Linked DNA regions of Rattus norvegicus: region 1 is linked to region 2. Evidence: chromatin contacts called from public HiChIP or PLAC-seq data. All regions are on one chromosome and are shown on one strand. The core of a region is the stretch at or near the end of the contact, and the rest is flanking DNA. Distances in the headings are between cores, read along the strand shown. Region 1 holds the start of Kif3c (kinesin family member 3C). Region 2 overlaps Rab10 (RAB10, member RAS oncogene family).

Region 1 (5,275 bases), core at 1,062-3,561, 100 kb after region 2:
AGGGCTAAGATTAAAGTCATTCATCACTGCACCTGGCTAAGATAATTTTTTTCCCCAATGAGGTCAGTTTCTGGCCTACAGAGACATCCAAATGCACATGCATATGCATGCGTGTACACGCCCACGAAAACACCTAAGTGTAACACCTAAGTATACACATGCCCCATTCACGAACTGGAATGCTAGGCCTAAGTTTTACTTTATGTAAATTCCATCCTTTTTTCTGCTATGGAAGCAAACCAGTCAGAAAAAGCTCTGGTTGTTTCGGGTTTTTTGTTTGTTTTTTTTGTTTTTAAGATTAATCTATTTTTACATGCTGTCTTCAGACACACCAGAAGAGGGCATCAGATCCCATTACAGATGCTGTGAGCCACCATGTGGTTATTGGGACTAGAACTCAGGACCTCAGGAAGAGCAGTCAGTGCTCTTAACCTCTGAGCCGTCTCCAGTCCAAAAGCTTCTGATTTAATTTGCTCCTCTATTTCTGTGATAAAACATTACCTGCCAAGAACAACTTGGGGAGGAAAGGGTTTATTTGCCCTACAAGGTTCAGTCACCATCAAGGGCGGACCTCAAGGTAGGAGCTTGAAGTAGCAATCCTGGAGAGACACTATTTACTGGCTGGTTTCCGGACTCACGTTAGGCCATCTTTCTACCCAATACTACCTGCCCGGGGGCGCACCTCCCACAGTGGGCTGGGCTCTGTCCTCCATCAATTAGCTATCAAGAATATACCCCACAGACCAATCAAATGCAGGCAATTTCTCAGTTGAGATTTCCTTTTCCCAGGCATCTCTAGTTTGTGTTGACAAAAATTAACCAGCACAGTTTCGTAGATGACAAAATGCTTGTGTTGCCCAAGTGGCAGAACAGTAGAGGAAGAAATGTAACAGGATCTCTGGGCAAAGGGATTAAGGGTGCAATATGGCAGAGTCAGTTCTATTACAGCCTGTGGACTCCTTAAGAAGGATCCAGCTCCTAGAGTAGTCCCAGGGCTCCGCGGGAGCTAGAAAAGTGTGTCAGCATGGTTATTAGGAGTATAGACTGAATCAGAGTAGTGAAGGCCGGCTGGGAGATCAGAAGACGAACAGGCCTTCGAGGGATATGGAAGGTCATGGAGAAGAGGTTAGAGCCAGAGGCCATGTACAGACATGAGAGGTGATATCAGTTAACTGTGCTTCCAGCAGAGCGTTAAAAGGAAGGCCAGAAGTAAACCAGAATAGGGAGAGGAAAAGACAGAGCCCAAAAATATTTAGGAGTTAAGCTCTAGTAGGCCTGGTGATACCCTGAGGAATAGAGGACAGTGACATGTCCCCATCTGCAAGCAAAATGGCTGGAGCAGTGAGAAACCGAGAATGGCGGTTGCAGAGAGAACACGCGTGGGTGGTGCAGCCTCAGCAGACACACTCAGGGGTTGCATGTGGGAGGAGGGGCTCCCAGACTTGAGGACTGGAGAAAGCATTAGCAACCTGACAGAACCCGGTTAACAAAGGAAGGACTACATCTCCCAGCATGCTCGGGTTCGGTGGGGTGACGGCTGGCGGTGGCTGCGCCGCATCCGACTGGTGGGCGCGGGACCTGGGTGGGCACCAGACCCTGTCATCCCTGAGAGGTCGGCGGGGTGCCGGCGGCGATGCACCGCTGTCCCTCGCCCAAGGGCCGCGCTGGGCTCCTGTTCCCCGCCCCGCGGCCCCGCCCCTTGCCCCACCCCAGCCGGGAGACCTAACCCGGGCCGCAGCGCAGCGGCCGCAGCAACATCTGTCTCGCCGCCGCTGCTCCGCCCCATCCCCTTCTGTTTTTCTCTCATTCTCCGGTGGTGGCGGCGGCGGGGAAGGCGAAGGAGAGGCAACAGCAGCCAGCTGTGGCTGCAATGAATGATCCCCCAGCCGGAGGGGAGGACTCCAGGTGAGCCTCTGACCTCGGGAGGACCGGGATCCCCCGGCCGCCCAGGACTCGCATCCCCTGCCATGGATCCCTAGGGGAAGGGAGAAAGGAGGAGGAAAAGACATCTCTGCCGCCCACCCCCATCTCATTTTCCTCTTCCTTTATCTCATTGTTGCCGAAGCTGTTTACCGTAGCTCTCTCTCTTGCTCCAGCATGGGGTGGGTTCCAGGCACTGCCCTTCGGCAGGAGCAGCTTGCTCGGTTGCCTGGGGATTCTGCCTAATTCTACCTCTCCAGCAGTGCATAGAAAGCCGTAGAGAGCTGTGGAGGCCTGGACTGCAGCAGTCTCGGGGCCAACTCCCTGCATCCCCACCCTGGTAGGCTGCATGCGGATTGAAGAGCGGTGCCTGGGGGCTGGGCCAGCCCGACTGATCCCGACTTAGGAGTAAGGGCAGGAGGACCGCCCAGGCTGCAGAGCGGCCCACCTGGAAGGACAGAGCTGCAAGATGGCCAGTAAGACCAAGGCCAGCGAGGCCCTGAAGGTGGTGGCCCGGTGCCGCCCCCTCAGTAGGAAGGAGGAGGCTGCTGGTCATGAGCAGATTCTGACCATGGACGTGAAACTGGGCCAGGTGACTCTGCGAAACCCCCGCGCGGCACCCGGGGAGCTGCCCAAGACCTTCACTTTTGATGCTGTGTATGACGCTAGCTCCAAGCAGGCCGACCTGTATGATGAAACGGTGAGGCCCCTGATAGACTCGGTGCTTCAGGGTTTCAATGGCACCGTATTTGCCTATGGCCAGACTGGCACTGGCAAGACCTACACCATGCAGGGGACCTGGGTGGAGCCAGAGCTCCGCGGGGTTATCCCCAATGCCTTTGAGCACATCTTCACCCACATTTCCCGCTCCCAGAACCAGCAGTACCTGGTTCGTGCCTCCTACTTGGAGATCTACCAGGAGGAGATTCGAGACCTGCTATCCAAGGAGCCAGGCAAAAGGCTAGAACTGAAGGAGAATCCTGAAACAGGGGTCTACATCAAGGACCTCTCTTCCTTTGTCACCAAGAATGTCAAGGAGATTGAACACGTGATGAACCTGGGGAACCAAGCCCGGGCAGTAGGCAGCACCCACATGAATGAGGTCAGCTCCCGGTCCCATGCCATCTTTGTTATCACAGTGGAGTGCAGTGAGCGTGGCTCCGATGGACAGGACCATATCCGAGTAGGCAAGCTCAACCTGGTAGACCTGGCCGGCAGTGAGAGGCAGAACAAGGCAGGTCCCAACACACCTGGAGGGCCAGCCACACAGTCAACAGCTGGTGGTGGCGGCGGAGGTGGCGGCACTAGTGGTTCTGGCAGTAGTGGAGAGAGGCCTAAGGAAGCTTCTAAAATCAATCTTTCACTGTCCGCCCTGGGCAATGTGATTGCTGCTTTGGCTGGCAACAGGAGCACCCACATCCCCTACCGGGACTCCAAGCTGACCCGGCTGCTCCAAGACTCATTGGGGGGCAATGCCAAGACCATCATGGTGGCCACACTGGGTCCAGCTTCTCATAGCTACGACGAGAGCCTCTCCACCCTGCGCTTTGCGAACCGAGCCAAGAACATCAAGAACAAACCGCGGGTGAACGAGGACCCCAAGGACACGCTGCTTAGGGAATTCCAGGAAGAGATCGCCCGCTTGAAGGCCCAGCTTGAGAAGAAGGGGATGCTGGGAAAGCGACCTCGGAGAAAGAGCAGTCGCAGAAAGAAGGCCGTGTCTGCTCCGGCCGGCTATCCAGAGGGGGCCGTAATTGAGGCTTGGGTGGCTGAAGAGGAAGATGATAACAACAATAATCACCGCCCACCCCAGCCCACCCTGGAGGCCGCTTTGGAGAAAAACATGGAGAATTACCTGCAGGAACAGAAAGAGCGGCTGGAGGAGGAGAAGGCGGCCATCCAGGATGACCGCAGCCTCGTGAGTGAGGAGAAGCAGAAGCTTCTAGAAGAGAAGGAGAAGATGCTGGAGGATCTGAGGCGGGAGCAGCAGGCCACAGAGCTGCTTGCAGCCAAGTACAAGGTAAGGTCCCCAGAGGATGAGAGATGTCCCCACAAGGACTTTGATTGGTAGATTTTCATTTGAGGGTCTGTGAGTTGGCCTGAACTGGGGTATCCCACCTCAGGACCACACACTGACGACTGTCCCAGAGCAGCTAAGCAAAGTACCATGATACTAGCTAGCCAAATGCACTTACATACATGCATACACACCAAGCAAAATGGGCAGGTGTCTTAGACCAATGGACTTGAGATGAGATGGTCTGCCGCTGTCCATCTTTGCAAATGGCCTCAGGATTGGTCAGGTCTATGAGAAGCCATGCAGGATTCTCCTCTCGTGAGTGCGGCTTCTCACTTCTGCATGGTCTCCTCTACTGATACTTTTCCCCCCTCTGCAGTGTCTTCAGACCTCATATCATATTAATAGTATCTGACATTTGGATAACACATCACCATTTACAAAGAACCCCATTTTTATATCATCTTGTCTCATCTTCACAGGAGCCGTTCCAAAGACTGGCTTTTAAAGCCTCATCTTACAGATGAGGACTTAAGGCTCAGAAAGGGCCAGGACCTTCAGAGTAGCTGGGCTGAGCTGGTACCTGCAGACTTCATGCTTTTAGTCTTCAGTAGCAAGGACTGGGAATCCTGCTTACTATGGAAATAACCCAGTGGATGGCGCAGTGCCAGGCCTACCCCTTGGTGTCATCATTAAGGAGACTCAGAGTGTCATGTAGGAGGTAGGATGGAGAAGTGGGCTTTATCCCCCAGACCTAGAGTCTGGGCCTCTTAGGCTCAGGCCCATCAAGTGGCTGACTGACTGGGGGTTTCTCTTTTCCTCCTACTTCCTTTGACGTTTTTATAAATAGGATGTTAGCCTGGGGGGGGGGTTGCCCAGGTTCTACTAATCATCTGAGGGGGCAAAAAAGAAAGAAAAAGCAATAGCTTACACAATGAAGCCTCTTGTCAACGATGTCTAATTCCCTATTGTCCTGAGAGATGTCAGGGCTTCTGCATCCTTCCTGAGCTGTCCACTTCCCAGAGAACCTCTGGCCCTATGTGGAAATAAGTTACTGAGTCAATTATAGACCTGTTAAATCCACCCCTCCTTCTTCTTTGGAATCTCATGTAGTCTAAGCTGGCCTAGAACTCTATGTCGATGAGGATGACCTTGAACTAATTATCTTCCTGCCTCCATCTCCTGATTGCTAGGATTACAGGCCAGTGCCGCCACCATACTTGTTTTTATGCACAGTTGGAGATCAACCCTGGAGTTTAGTGCATGCTGGACAAGCACTCTACCAGCTGAGCTCCATCCCTAGCTGCCTGTTAAATTTCAGTGCTGCAGATGTCACAA
Region 2 (6,021 bases), core at 2,618-5,117:
ACACAACAGTCAGGTATGCTAGTATACACTTACAAGCCTGACACTCAGGAAGCAGAAGCAGAAAGCCATAAGTTCAAGGCCAGTTTGAGCTACATTGGGGCTACCAAGCCTGAAAAAACGTTTCAAAAAAACCCACGTTCCTTTCCACATGAACATTTTACGGCTTAAGTCAGAAGTGAGTTCTATCTCTATCTAAGGTGCTCCTTAAAGTAGCTCTTACTGAATACTCATTTCCTGAGTGCTCTTTAGACACCTCTGGGGCGGGAGTAGGGCTAAGCTTGTGCTCAGGTGGGTGAATAACCGTTCCCCCCCCACACACACACAGTAGACTTTCCTGCAAGACAGTCCCTCCATGACTACCAGACCACAGTTCCACTGCAACTTGGCCTTCCATTTTCTAGGCCCAGCCATGTATGGTAGCACATACCTTTAATCCTAGCATTCAGGAGACAGAGCCAGGCAGATCTCTGTAGATTTCAAGCCAGCCAGCACTACACTGTGAGGCTGTTTTTAAAAATAAGGAAGCTAGAGAAATGGCTCAGTAATTAAAAGCACTGTCTGCTCTTCCAGAGGTCCTGAGTTCAATTCCCAATACCCACAGAGTGGTGAACTACTATCTGAAAACTCTAGTCCCAGAGGTTCCAATGGCCTCTTTTGGCTTCCTCAGGCATTGCACATACATGGTGCACAGATATACATACAGGCAAAACACTCATACACATTAAAACACAAACATCTCCAAATAAAAATCTCCAAGGCCCAGATTATTTGCAGTTCACAATGTGACACAAGACTTCAAAGCTACACTTCAGGCACAGGTGGGATGGTCTCCGAGTCCTGTCATAGAACAACCTTGGCTCTGCTACCTGCACACCTATGTCTGATGTGAATGGGTCCGGTCATCTTTATTAACACTGAACTCCTATACTCCAAAGGTCACTAGAGAGCTGGGGTGCAGGTCAGCTGTCGGGGTACTTGTGTACGTGTATGCATGTGGCTCAGTCTCCATCACTGCAGAAACAGACATTGTGTTGCACACCTATAACCACTGTACTTAGGAGGCAGAATTCAAGACCATCCATGGCTACCTAGTGAGTTCAAGACCATAGTAGGCTATGTGAAACCCAACGCCATCTCACTGGACTGTTTAATCAAACTGACTACTCTATTTTCTTTTTTTCTTTTTTTCAGAGCTGGGGACCGAACCCAGGGCCTTGCACTTGCTAGGCAAGCGCTCTACCACTGAGCTAAATCCCCAACCCCGACTACTCTATTTTCTAATGAGAGCTAATGAGCATACCAAATTTCCCCATGAAGCAAAAATTCTATCTATAGCAAGTCAGATCATCTTAATTGTGTAAATGTCACCATTTCTGGGTAGTATAGAAATGTCACTGCTATACTCATCCCTGTCTCATAGGTATCCAATGAATGACACACAAGCAATGGGGACAGTATCACATGGTAGCCCAAACCCTTAATGGTGAGAGCCCCTGAGTCTCGCACTACTTCTCTTCCACAGTTAACTGCTCTTACAAATTATAAGCTGTGGGAAGCATGGCCTACCTATGCATCTTGGCTGGAAATCCCACCTTGAATCGGTCCCCAAGCAAAATGTGCTTTTGCTTGCACCCCTCACTCCCCTACAAGTCACACTGGACTAAAGTCAGTCAATTACAAATGCCGAGTCCACCCACAAAGCTGGCACAAGCCGTATCTCTTCACCTTTGGAGCCATTTTTACTACCATTATCCACTACCAATTTTCTGGGGGGTAACTTCAGAAGCCCACCCTAAAAGATCTGAAGAAAAAAAAAAAACCAACACAGCTTTACTTTCTGCCACAAGATGACTTAGACAAACATCAATAGTAACCCAATAAAACTAGGTGACGGGCACTGGAAGTTCCTACACTAAGTAGGGTCATAAGACCTCCTTCTGCTTCACCAGCCCAGCAAACTTTGCCACCATTTAGGCAGGCTCCATTCAATTCTCGATGGCCTGGGCAGTCCACACTCCTTATCCAAGCCACAGAGACAGGTTTTTTGTTTTTTTTTGTGTTATTGTGAGAGTTTTGGGGGGGGGGGCAGGTGGAGTGGAAGAGTTATTAAAGCTGTCTTAAGAATCAGGCCCAGGCTAGCCTCCTGCCTCCTCATCCCAGCTCTGGTATTACATGTGTGAGCCACCACACTGGGCCTGGACATCTTTCCTGACTGCTCTCACCACTGTAACCCCCCACTGCCTATCAGTCCACTTAGTTGGTCTTCTCATAAAAGCTATGTTCGTTTACAATGCCCATCTTTACAACAGTCTGCCAGCATACACACGCTGAGACCCAATGCATGTGCTTCCTAGAGAAACCCCAAAACTGTCTACTTTCAACTCAGCACTTACCTGGCCCTTCTTGCATAAACTCCTAGTTAATAAGCTTATGAAAAAAAACCCTAGAGACAGTGTCTCACATGTAGGCTTGACCCCCTGCCTCTGCCCCAGTAAGATTTAAAGCATGAGTCAATATCCAGCAATTACTTTTTTTTTTTTTTTTGGTTCTTTTTTTTCAGAGCTGGGGACCGAACCCTGGGCCTTGCACTTCCTAGGCAAGCGTTCTACCACTGAGCTAAATCCCCAACCCCCAGCAATTACTTTTTGACACTGGGTCTTGACACTGACAGTCCAGGCTGCCCAGATCTTCCTATAAAAATGAGGCTAGCCCTTACTTTAATTCTTGATCCTTCTGCCTATACCTTCCAAGTGGTAGCTATCAGATTACTTTTGCTTCCTGAGATGGTGGGTTTATGAGCAGAGACCAGATCCTTTTTTCCTACACCAGTTTCAAAGGGACCATAGGCTATCAACCCTAGACATCAGCAGGAATTATGTGGGTTCAGGGAGAAAAGGCAGAGCAGTACTGAAAACACTCTGGTGACTTAGAAACGCGAAACACCCCTATACCGCTCTCTAGCAGAGACAAGCAGCTATCCTCTCTCTACTGACCAGGCTTTAGCACAGGGTTAATTAAGCACTACTTCTTGCCAATGCTTATGTGAGACTGGAAATACTGTTTTCAAGTAAGAGGATGGGCACTGTCTAAACACCGCTGTGCCACCCTTCAGGACTGAGAGCCCACCCGGGTGCCCTTGGCCCTTGGTTCACTGCACTCGTGTGAGAGGACGTGGGCAGTCTTCCTGTCAGAGGATGACTCTGCTCCTTGTAGGTTCTTCCAAGTGCCCCCTATTTTCCATATGCTGATGCTGACAATGTTGTTGTTCTTCTCTCTTTACCTGCTTTGCAGGATGCCGTCCTGCACTGTTGTCAGGAGCAACCCTCCATCTCCAAAAATAAATGAAAACCAAACCACACAGTTGGAAATCAAGTTTGTTTTTATATGAACAGAAGTAGACCATCTAGAAATATTTCAGTTTATTTAAATTGTTAAGTAGAGTATGAAACCGAATTTGTAGCTAGTACCAGAGAATGGACTGAACTGTTGGTGTTTAATGAGAACAGCTTCTACACAGGATCCCAAGAGACTTACAGAAAGGGGACAAAGCCCTAATAGTAAGCAAATAAAACTCAGGTTTCAAACAGATTATACAAAAATTGATTTATACTCCATTTCCCTTTTGGTTTTTTTTTTTTTTTTGATATTCAGAAAGTGCAGATTTAACAAAGGAGGCCATATCTTTTCTCTGTACAGTGCCGATTATAATTATGCAAACAACAAAACTGTCAGTCTGTTAGCCAAAATCCCAGTGTGTATCTCCAAACCTTAAGTCACTGAATTAAGGGTTAAACAAAGTTTAAAGTAAAGAGGCGACCGCCACAATCCAGATAGAGGGAAGCAACACAAACAGCAAAGATCTAACTAACAACAGTAGGTTTAACCTACAAACTTCAAAAGCTTAGACATTGCATTTTTCATAGTGGAAAATCAGGGATTATTTGGCAATGCTGCTTTTTACTAGTAAACAATGATAGAGTCAAGTGAGGGGGACCCTAAGAACCACCAGTGAGGCATATAAAATTGTCTTTAGGGCACTATCTGAAAAGACCATGGGCTCTTTTAGCAGATATGTCCCTATATTGTTTATGTGAGCCAAGAGGTCATTAAAATGCGTGTCACAGACATCTTCTCAATGGTAGCTGCTGTCCTAAACTCAGCCTCTGCTTGAAATGAATCATGCTATTCACAATTATTTCCACAAAGGTATCATCTTAGGATGCTAGCAGCATAGGGAACTTCGCCTACCCTATCCTAATGAGAAGCAATGAAGCCAAACTAGAACAGAGAAAGAAGGATGGGGTCGGACAGAGCCAGAGAGCTCAGCTTTACACGAGAAGCCTTTTGCTGTCCTTTTTCTTTTTTAAAAAATTCACGGTAATAAGTTTTCTGAGAGGATGTAAAGATAGGACTTGAAATTAATAATATTATGATGTATTTCTAAATCTTACAGTAAAGACAATACCGAAAGTGTTCTTCAGAGGCCAAATCTCAATACATTTGGCAAACGCTAAGACCACTCCTCCTTGCTCTTTATGGTCTTTTTAAAACCAGTCTTTCCTGGGCTACTGAACTGCCAGAGGAGTCGCCATAATGGAGACTAGTCACATTCAGGTTAAGAGGCTTATTCTAGGAAAGTGAATAGGATATACACCTAATTAGAGACAAACCACAACACCCTCCAAACACTAGTGCATGCAATAACTCTTCCATTTCATAAACTCCATGGATAGACAGGAGGGGGGAGGGGAACAGAAGGCAAACTGCGGGTCAGGTTTTAGGAGAGAGTAAATGAGGGGCTGACACCGATTAACTGACATCTGATATAGGCAGTTAGAATTTATCTTTCTGTTTACTTAGCAAGGTAAATCAGTGCTTTATGTTAAACTTGACAAACCTTTCATTTTTAAATAACTCATACCAGGAGTAGTGGGGGCAAACAAAGCAGCATGCAGAAAGATGAGACGCAGGGACAGAGTGGCCCAAGGACCTGGTGGCGGGAATCAGTTTAAATATCAAGGCCACTGGGAATGAGACTGGAAATCAAGTATCACTTCTGCATTACCCTTTGTCCTCGGTTAACTACTGTGAAAGATACAGCCAAGCAAACCACAAGCATCTGAACGGGTTTATGTTGGGATGAAATGTCTCCTGCACATGCTTCCACCGAACAAAAAAGAGAAACCAAAGTAGTTCCTTTCCACATAAGGCACAGGACAAAATTAACCCCACGTACTGATTCAGGGGAAATGAATGTTTTCCTGGCTTGTGTTTCTTTGCTATCACATCTATAGGTTATAGGACTCAAGCACATTATTCATGACAGAAAATCCCACTGTTGTACAAAATAAAATTGTTAATTCTAACTTTTATTCTTATACAATTTGCAGAATAGAGTTGAAATGATTGCTGTAGTTAATGTTGATAAGAGCTGGACTATAATACAACAGAAGTGCAGTGGTGAGCTGAGCAAGAACATCTGAAAATGAAGTCGGACATGATTTCTCTATACATTTTTTTTGTTTGAAGAAAATTATAATAGTCCGCAAGCAGTCACAGATGAAAGAACAAATAAAATAGGTGGACTGAATAGTTAAGATGAGGAACAAAAATATCTGTTTAGAGTTAAAAATGGACAGAGTGTTTTATTTTGCAGCAAGAAGAGAAACGGATGGTGGATGGCAACAGATGGACGGGAGAGCGCTCAGCAGCATTTGCTCTTCCAGCCCGTCACACCTCCTCCACTGCTGATATCTACGTTTTCACTGTTGGGTTCTTTTACAGGGGTCTGCAACAATACAAGGAAGCAAGCAACCATGAGAAAACACTGCATAAATGAAAACAGACTAACTGGAGAGAGTCACAGCAGTACCAGGTTAAACAGCAAAAGGCAATTACAGTCACACGAGGAGGTATTCTTGCACTATGCAAAGTCATAATTTGAAAACTGCTTTTTGTGGTCCTTTAGTTGGACTCCTCTGTAAAGTGTGACAGACATCTCCTGAAAACACTTAATAAAGC

The links. HiChIP or PLAC-seq counts read pairs in DNA pulled down with a chosen protein or histone mark.
Region 1: an H3K27ac HiChIP or PLAC-seq map of oligodendrocytes shows a contact between it and region 2, with 5 times the contacts expected there. The contact joins the promoter of Kif3c here to the enhancer-like site in region 2. A contact is called at or near these places in 11 of 12 Hi-C or Micro-C datasets (the A7r5 cell line, the Rat2 cell line, Schwann cells and 6 more) and 1 of 1 datasets of contacts at active chromatin or transcription factors (oligodendrocytes).

What each region holds. Positions count from the first base shown.
Region 1 is chr6:32,084,568-32,089,842 of GRCr8, forward strand. It overlaps Kif3c (kinesin family member 3C), which reads left to right and starts at 2,312. Exons shown (of 8, transcript NM_053486.1): 1 at 2,312-3,940. The coding sequence starts at 2,390.
Region 2 is chr6:31,983,279-31,989,299 of GRCr8, forward strand. Rab10 (RAB10, member RAS oncogene family) reads right to left here. Exons shown (of 6, transcript NM_017359.2): 6 at 3,627-5,788. The coding sequence ends at 5,705. Among named protein-coding and RNA genes, the nearest start is that of Garem2, 25 kb to the left of the region's middle. Within about 2 kb of position 3,868, at least 29 of the 93 cell types and tissues checked have an H3K27ac peak or open chromatin away from gene starts, as enhancers often do.